Linked DNA regions of Mus musculus: region 1 is linked to region 2. The links are chromatin contacts, called in public promoter capture Hi-C maps. All regions are on one chromosome and are shown on one strand. Each heading gives the region's core, a stretch centred on a gene start, on an enhancer-like site or on the middle of the called end of the contact. The rest is flanking DNA. Distances are from core to core; before and after follow the strand shown.

Region 1 (2,783 bases), core at 243-2,742, 1.1 Mb after region 2:
ATATGTGTATATATACACTATTCTAAAACTAAACATAGGCTAGCTACCTCTCTAAGCATTTAAGTTACCTCTACATTAGCATTTAAATGAAGTCATTAAACCATTGAGGAAGGGGCAACCTTTACTGCCTGACAAGCAGCAGAGAAACACTTTAGAGGTCTCTTAAGGTGAGCCTTTGTGATTGTGATTTGTCAGGCCTAGGGGGGATTCAGGGAAGAGACTTTCAAGCTTGAGCAAATGGGCAGATACCTCCCTCCTCTTTCTAGACTTCTTTCATATGCTGCAGGTGGGATGGGGGATATGACAGGGTACATTTGAAGCCACCAGAAAAGAAGGGATACAAATATCATGTTGGTTGAGAACAGAGGATTAAATGACCCTTGGTTAAAGTGAAATACAAGCAGTATGAATAAGCAAGCAATTTAGCTCTTTGATAACCCGTTATCTGTGTTACAAAAACAAAAAACCAAACCCCCCCCAAAAACGGTAGAGCAAGACCACAGGATGGGTGGAGTTGTTACACTGTGCCTGACTCAGGCAAACAATCACTGCCTCAAGGCCAGGCTGTTACTGCCCACATAGAAACAGGCTTCCTCAAAACAAGCCCCTTTTAGCTTTTTACTTTCCTGCCTGCTGCATGCACGTAATCTAATAAACTGCTTTTTCTGTTTGGAGAATATTTTTTACACTGGAGTCACCCAAATGACACGGCCAGCCAGCACAGAAGGCTCAACTGGTGATTAAATAAGAAAATTCTTTAGTTCCTTGCCTAAGCACATCACAGGTACTCAATAAATGCTAGAACGTGATATTAGCAAATTTTGGCTAGACTCTGCAACTGTTTAAAGTGACCTCGTTGGGCTGAGAGATGGCTCAGCAGTAAAGCGTTCATGCTGTTTTTCCAAAGTAGAGTTTGATTGCTGGCAGCCACAGCAGGCTGAATACTGCTGTTTGTAACTCCAGCTCCAGGGGATTTGAAACCTCTGGCCTCCACAGGTACCAGCACTCGTTCACAAAGCCACATGTACATATACACACATTGCGTAACTAAAAATAAATCTTAAACATATTTTTAAAAAGTTGCTTATGCAAAGCAGATTTTAAAAAAAAATTGCAAAACACTTGAGGATGCTTTTTCATAGTTCGGCCAGGCACAGCAGCATAGAAATGAGAGAAACCAGGAAATGGAAACTAGAGTGTAGATGCTTCTATTCAGCTCAAGACTGATTGTGAGAAAGGAAGTAAGATAGGCCACGCCTTTCCAAAGTCTCGGCCACACAAGGACTTTGCGGCTGCGGGCCTAATGTGGCCGGCGCTCTTGGCTGGATTGCCGGAGAAGGCATCCGCCAGGAGTCGGCTCTCAAAGGCTTTACCAGAGAACGCGGCGAGCCAGGTCTACAGCTCGCCCAGCCGGGCCTCCACTCCGGCAGTCTAAATGAACTTCCACTTAACCGAGCTCCTTTCCCTGCATCCCCCGCGGTGGTGGTATGACGTAACTTCCGGCCGCTGAACGCACGTGGGAGGAAGTGCTGGTGCCCGCGGCTGCCGCTCCTGCTAGTCTCGTTGGTTACACTCTCCCGCTGGCCCGGCTGCTGTTTCGAGCTGCCCGCTGGTCATGGGAGTCCCGGCGTTCTTCCGCTGGCTCAGCCGCAAGTACCCGTCCATCATTGTCAACTGCGTGGAGGAGAAGGTGAGGAGGCGGCCAGTACGCCGGAGTGGGGACCCGGCGTGGCAGGTCTAGGCCGAGGCCCTCGGGGATGGGCGCCCGCCCCAAGCTGCCTCACGGGCCGCTTCGCGGGTTCGCGGTTCCGGAGGCGGTCTGGGCGGAGCGAGGGCGAGTAGGGGGCTTTGGGGGCTTGGGCGGCTCCTCCCCCGCCTGCGAAGCGGGGCACCCCAGGCTCCGCCCACGGCTTTGTTCCCTCCGCGCCGCTCACTGAGCTCCAAAGGGCGCCCAGGCTAGTCAGCCCCCCTAGCGCGGGCAGCAAGGTTGGCAGGGTAGGGACCGCTGGTTGGTCCACTGTCTTGAGCCCGGAGTTCCCGTTGGCTGGATCGCTTGTTTTCCACCCGAGCCTGGCCATTTGTTGCAGTTAAGCGTGCGCGGGCAGCAGCTAGTTACGAAGGACTAGGCTAGGGGAGCGCTCTTTCTCCCTGGCGGGCTTTGCTGTACGAATGCCGGGCAGCTCGCTGTGTTTCACTTCCTGCCTCCGTTAGTTTGCTAGTTTACAGGCAGACTTTTAAGTCGTTCCGATTCGTGAGTGTTGCTTTTGTCGTTCGCGTAATTCTGTCGAGTTCGACTTTGTACTCTAAGTTAGAATTTCTGGATTGGAAAAGTTCCGGGCACATGTGTCCCCTCCCACTTTCGGCTTTAGAACCGCCTCTCTCCAAGAACCTATTTCTCCCGCTGAAGTTATTTACTTTCTCACTTCCTGTCTTAGAAGAAACCAAAAGCTTTGTTTTGGTGACAATCCTAGTATATTTTTGTGTTCTCCAAAGACAAATTGCTAAGCTGAACCATTATTTCTTTATAAACATTGTGTTCTCCTGGGGGGGGGGGGTCTTCCAAAGGGAGAGCCACTTTTTCGTAACAGACACTTTGAACTGTTTTGGTTGTGTCTCTTAATATGGTTAAGTTTGATTTATCGGTTTTAGGTCTATCTAATTTTGGGTAGAAGAGGAATTAGCTATTTATTCACCACCACCCCAGTTTTTCTAATGCTAATCCATAAATCTGACGGTAAAATTTGTAATTTAACGGAGAACTCGTTTAAACGTATATCGGGCCA
Region 2 (2,700 bases), core at 54-2,553:
AATACCCTGACAAAGCAAATTAAGGGGAAAAGATCCTTCTAGTTCACAGTTGAAGACTACAGCCAGGCGTGGCAAAGTAAGGCAGCAGGGGCTTGAAGCAGTGGTTACACTGTAACAGAAGACAGCAGGAACTCCTGTTACTGCCTGGCTCTCTTTCTAGGTTTATACAATCCAGGATCCCAGTTAGGGAATGGTGCCACCCACTGTGGGCAGGGCTTCCTACCTCCATAAATATAATCAAGATAACCTTCTCCAGCTGTGTCCAGAGACTAACCTAACCTGGATAGTCTCTCACAGCTGTGACCAGAGAGTTACCTTTCAATGATGCTAGAGATATTGTCAAGTTGATAGTACTAACCCTCAATTACAGCAATCGATAGTTCCTATCCCATCTCAATTTCTCCCTTGGCTTCTCATCCTCTCCTTTTCTTTCTTTCTTTTTTCCCATTTTCCTCTCTTAAGACTTTGTAGCATGGGCTATGGCCTTCCAGTGGGGGCCCACAAAGCTAGAAATAAACCTTTAGATAACTTGTCGTGATCATCAGCCTTTGATGGCTTAACTGTTCTGTTTGCTCACACCACAGAAAATCCGAAGGACCAAATCCCAAGGGGGATGTTGTCCCAGTGTAAAGAGACGAGGAGGGGGCATATGCAATAAGAGGAGGGCACAGTAGTGAGTTCAGGTGGAGACAGTGACACAGACAATGCTTTTGCCTGAAGAAGGTATAGAAATGTAGGGCTGGAGAGATGGCTCGGCGGTTAAGAGCACTGACTGCTCTTCCAAAGGTCCTGAGTTCAAATCCCAGCAGCCACATGGTGGCTCACAACCATCTGTAATGAGATCTGACTCCCTCTTCTGGAGTGTCTGAAGACAGCTACAGTGTACTCACATGTATTAAATAAATAAATTAAAGAAAAAAAAAAAGAAATGTAACGTTTTTAAAACCCCCTATCCAAAATGAACAGATTGGAGTTTTAGAACTTGTGGGTCTAAAATCTTGAAACTTTGTGTGGACCCTACCCCCTTAAGAGCACTAGAAACACAAAGGCATTATTGCACAGCGTGGTGGAGTAGGCGTGGCCGCACGCCTCTTAAGCCACCACATTACTCTTATTTTCTCCACATTTGACATCTGTTTCATCAGTAGCCACTTGCACTGATAATTAATGGTGATGAACACAGTTCTTAAGACAGTAAACCAGGGAAGGGTTTGGGGATGTAATTAGCCCTCCGCTATTTAACTAGCAACATATTCAGAACCAAATGAATGAACACCGTAATCCCTTCTCCTGTCTCTTTGATTTAGCCGCGTGGAAAACGATGCTGTAATCTGCCCTTCTACTCAGACACTAATTAAGGAAGTTACTCTTCCCTGTCTTTCATTATGTTGGAAACAAAGCAAAGCTGCTACTGGACACACCTTTAAAAACTACAGTGTGCTCAATTAATCTTCGGTGGTGGACGTGAGATGTTCCCGGCTTAGAAAGACTGGCTTGGCCTTGGAGCGGTGGTGGTAGAGGGGTTTCTTTTCCGGGTCCTTGTGGGTTTAAGGAAGACTAAGTCAAGAGAAGGGTTATATGCTGTCTGGTAGTGTTGTGAAGTAGCTTGAGGTTTCCTGCCTGGCATCCTGCCTATTTAAAGATGACTACAGTTAATCATGTGGACTCAAATAGATGAAAATTTTCTTTATCAGGAGAGAGGAAATCAGGAGCTCTGTAAATGTTTTAGGAGATAAAGATGTGTTCAGATTTGATTGTTACAGTTGCACACTTGTACCAAAATCATCACACACATCTCACAAGTGTGTATCATTTGTATTAATACAAATTTAAGACTTTAACCTTTAAAAGGCAAAAAGAAAACATTTAAAACAAGCTTTTTTGTTTTGTTTTGTTTTTAAAAACGACCTTTCTCAAGGCCAGCTTGGCCCACAAATTAAGTTCCATGAAAGCCAGGGTTGTTACACAAACCCAACCAAACGAAACCAAACCAAAAAACCCAAACAACAACAAAGACCTACCTTTCATTTCCTGAGGCAGTTACTTTTTAATAGACAAAGTTCTGAATGTATGTCCCTGCACCATGTGCATACCTGGTACCAGAAGAAGGCATTGGGTCCACTGGAGCTGGAGTTCCAGATGGTGGTGAGCAATGGTGTAGTTGCTGGGAATTGAACCCGGGTCCTCTGGGAGAGCAGCCAGCACTCCTAACCACTGAGCCACCCCTCCAGCCCCAGAAGTTAGTTTTACGAGACATTTGATGGTCTCACGCTTTTTTCCAGTTTGACTTCTAAGCAGCTCCTGGGGATTTGATGTTTTGACCTCTAAGTTAAGAGGATCCAGGCCCATTTTAAAAGGAAATGTAGAACAATTACAGCATTTAGCCGGGGCTTTTCTTGTGCCCCGGGAAATTTGTCACCAGTCCCCCTGCCAGACATGGTTTGGTGGACAGTCCTCCAGGAGCTGTAGATTGCCTTTGTCAAGATTGGCACATGGACCCCAGCGGTCTGGATGATGGGAACTTACATGGCCTGCTGCATGCTTTGAAGCCCTTCTAATCACTCAGAACGTCTGGAATTTTAAAATCCACCTCACTTAAAAAGATCACATTTTCCAATGATCCGAAGTTAACTGACTCTAAACACCAGTTTTAAAGTTCTAGAAAGGACCATGTAAAGGATGGAAGTTAATTTCCATAAG

The links. Promoter capture Hi-C pulls out the DNA fragments that hold promoters and counts their contacts.
Region 1: a promoter capture Hi-C map of the HPC-7 cell line shows a contact between it and region 2, with 3 times the contacts expected there. The contact joins the promoter of Xrn2 here to the enhancer-like site in region 2. A contact is called at or near these places in 7 of 39 promoter capture datasets (the 3T3-L1 cell line, the HPC-7 cell line, hippocampal neurons and 3 more) and 1 of 115 datasets of contacts at active chromatin or transcription factors (large pre-B cells).

What each region holds. Positions count from the first base shown.
Region 1 is chr2:147,011,507-147,014,289 of GRCm38.p6, forward strand. Xrn2 (5'-3' exoribonuclease 2) reads left to right here and starts at 1,493. Exons shown (of 30, transcript NM_011917.3): 1 at 1,493-1,690. The coding sequence starts at 1,616.
Region 2 is chr2:145,954,923-145,957,622 of GRCm38.p6, forward strand. All of the region lies in intron 6 of Cfap61 (cilia and flagella associated protein 61), which reads left to right. Among named protein-coding and RNA genes, the nearest start is that of Cfap61, 21 kb to the left of the region's middle. Within about 2 kb of position 1,304, at least 10 of the 459 cell types and tissues checked have an H3K27ac peak or open chromatin away from gene starts, as enhancers often do. A contact at or near this core is called in the HPC-7 cell line, where this site is marked.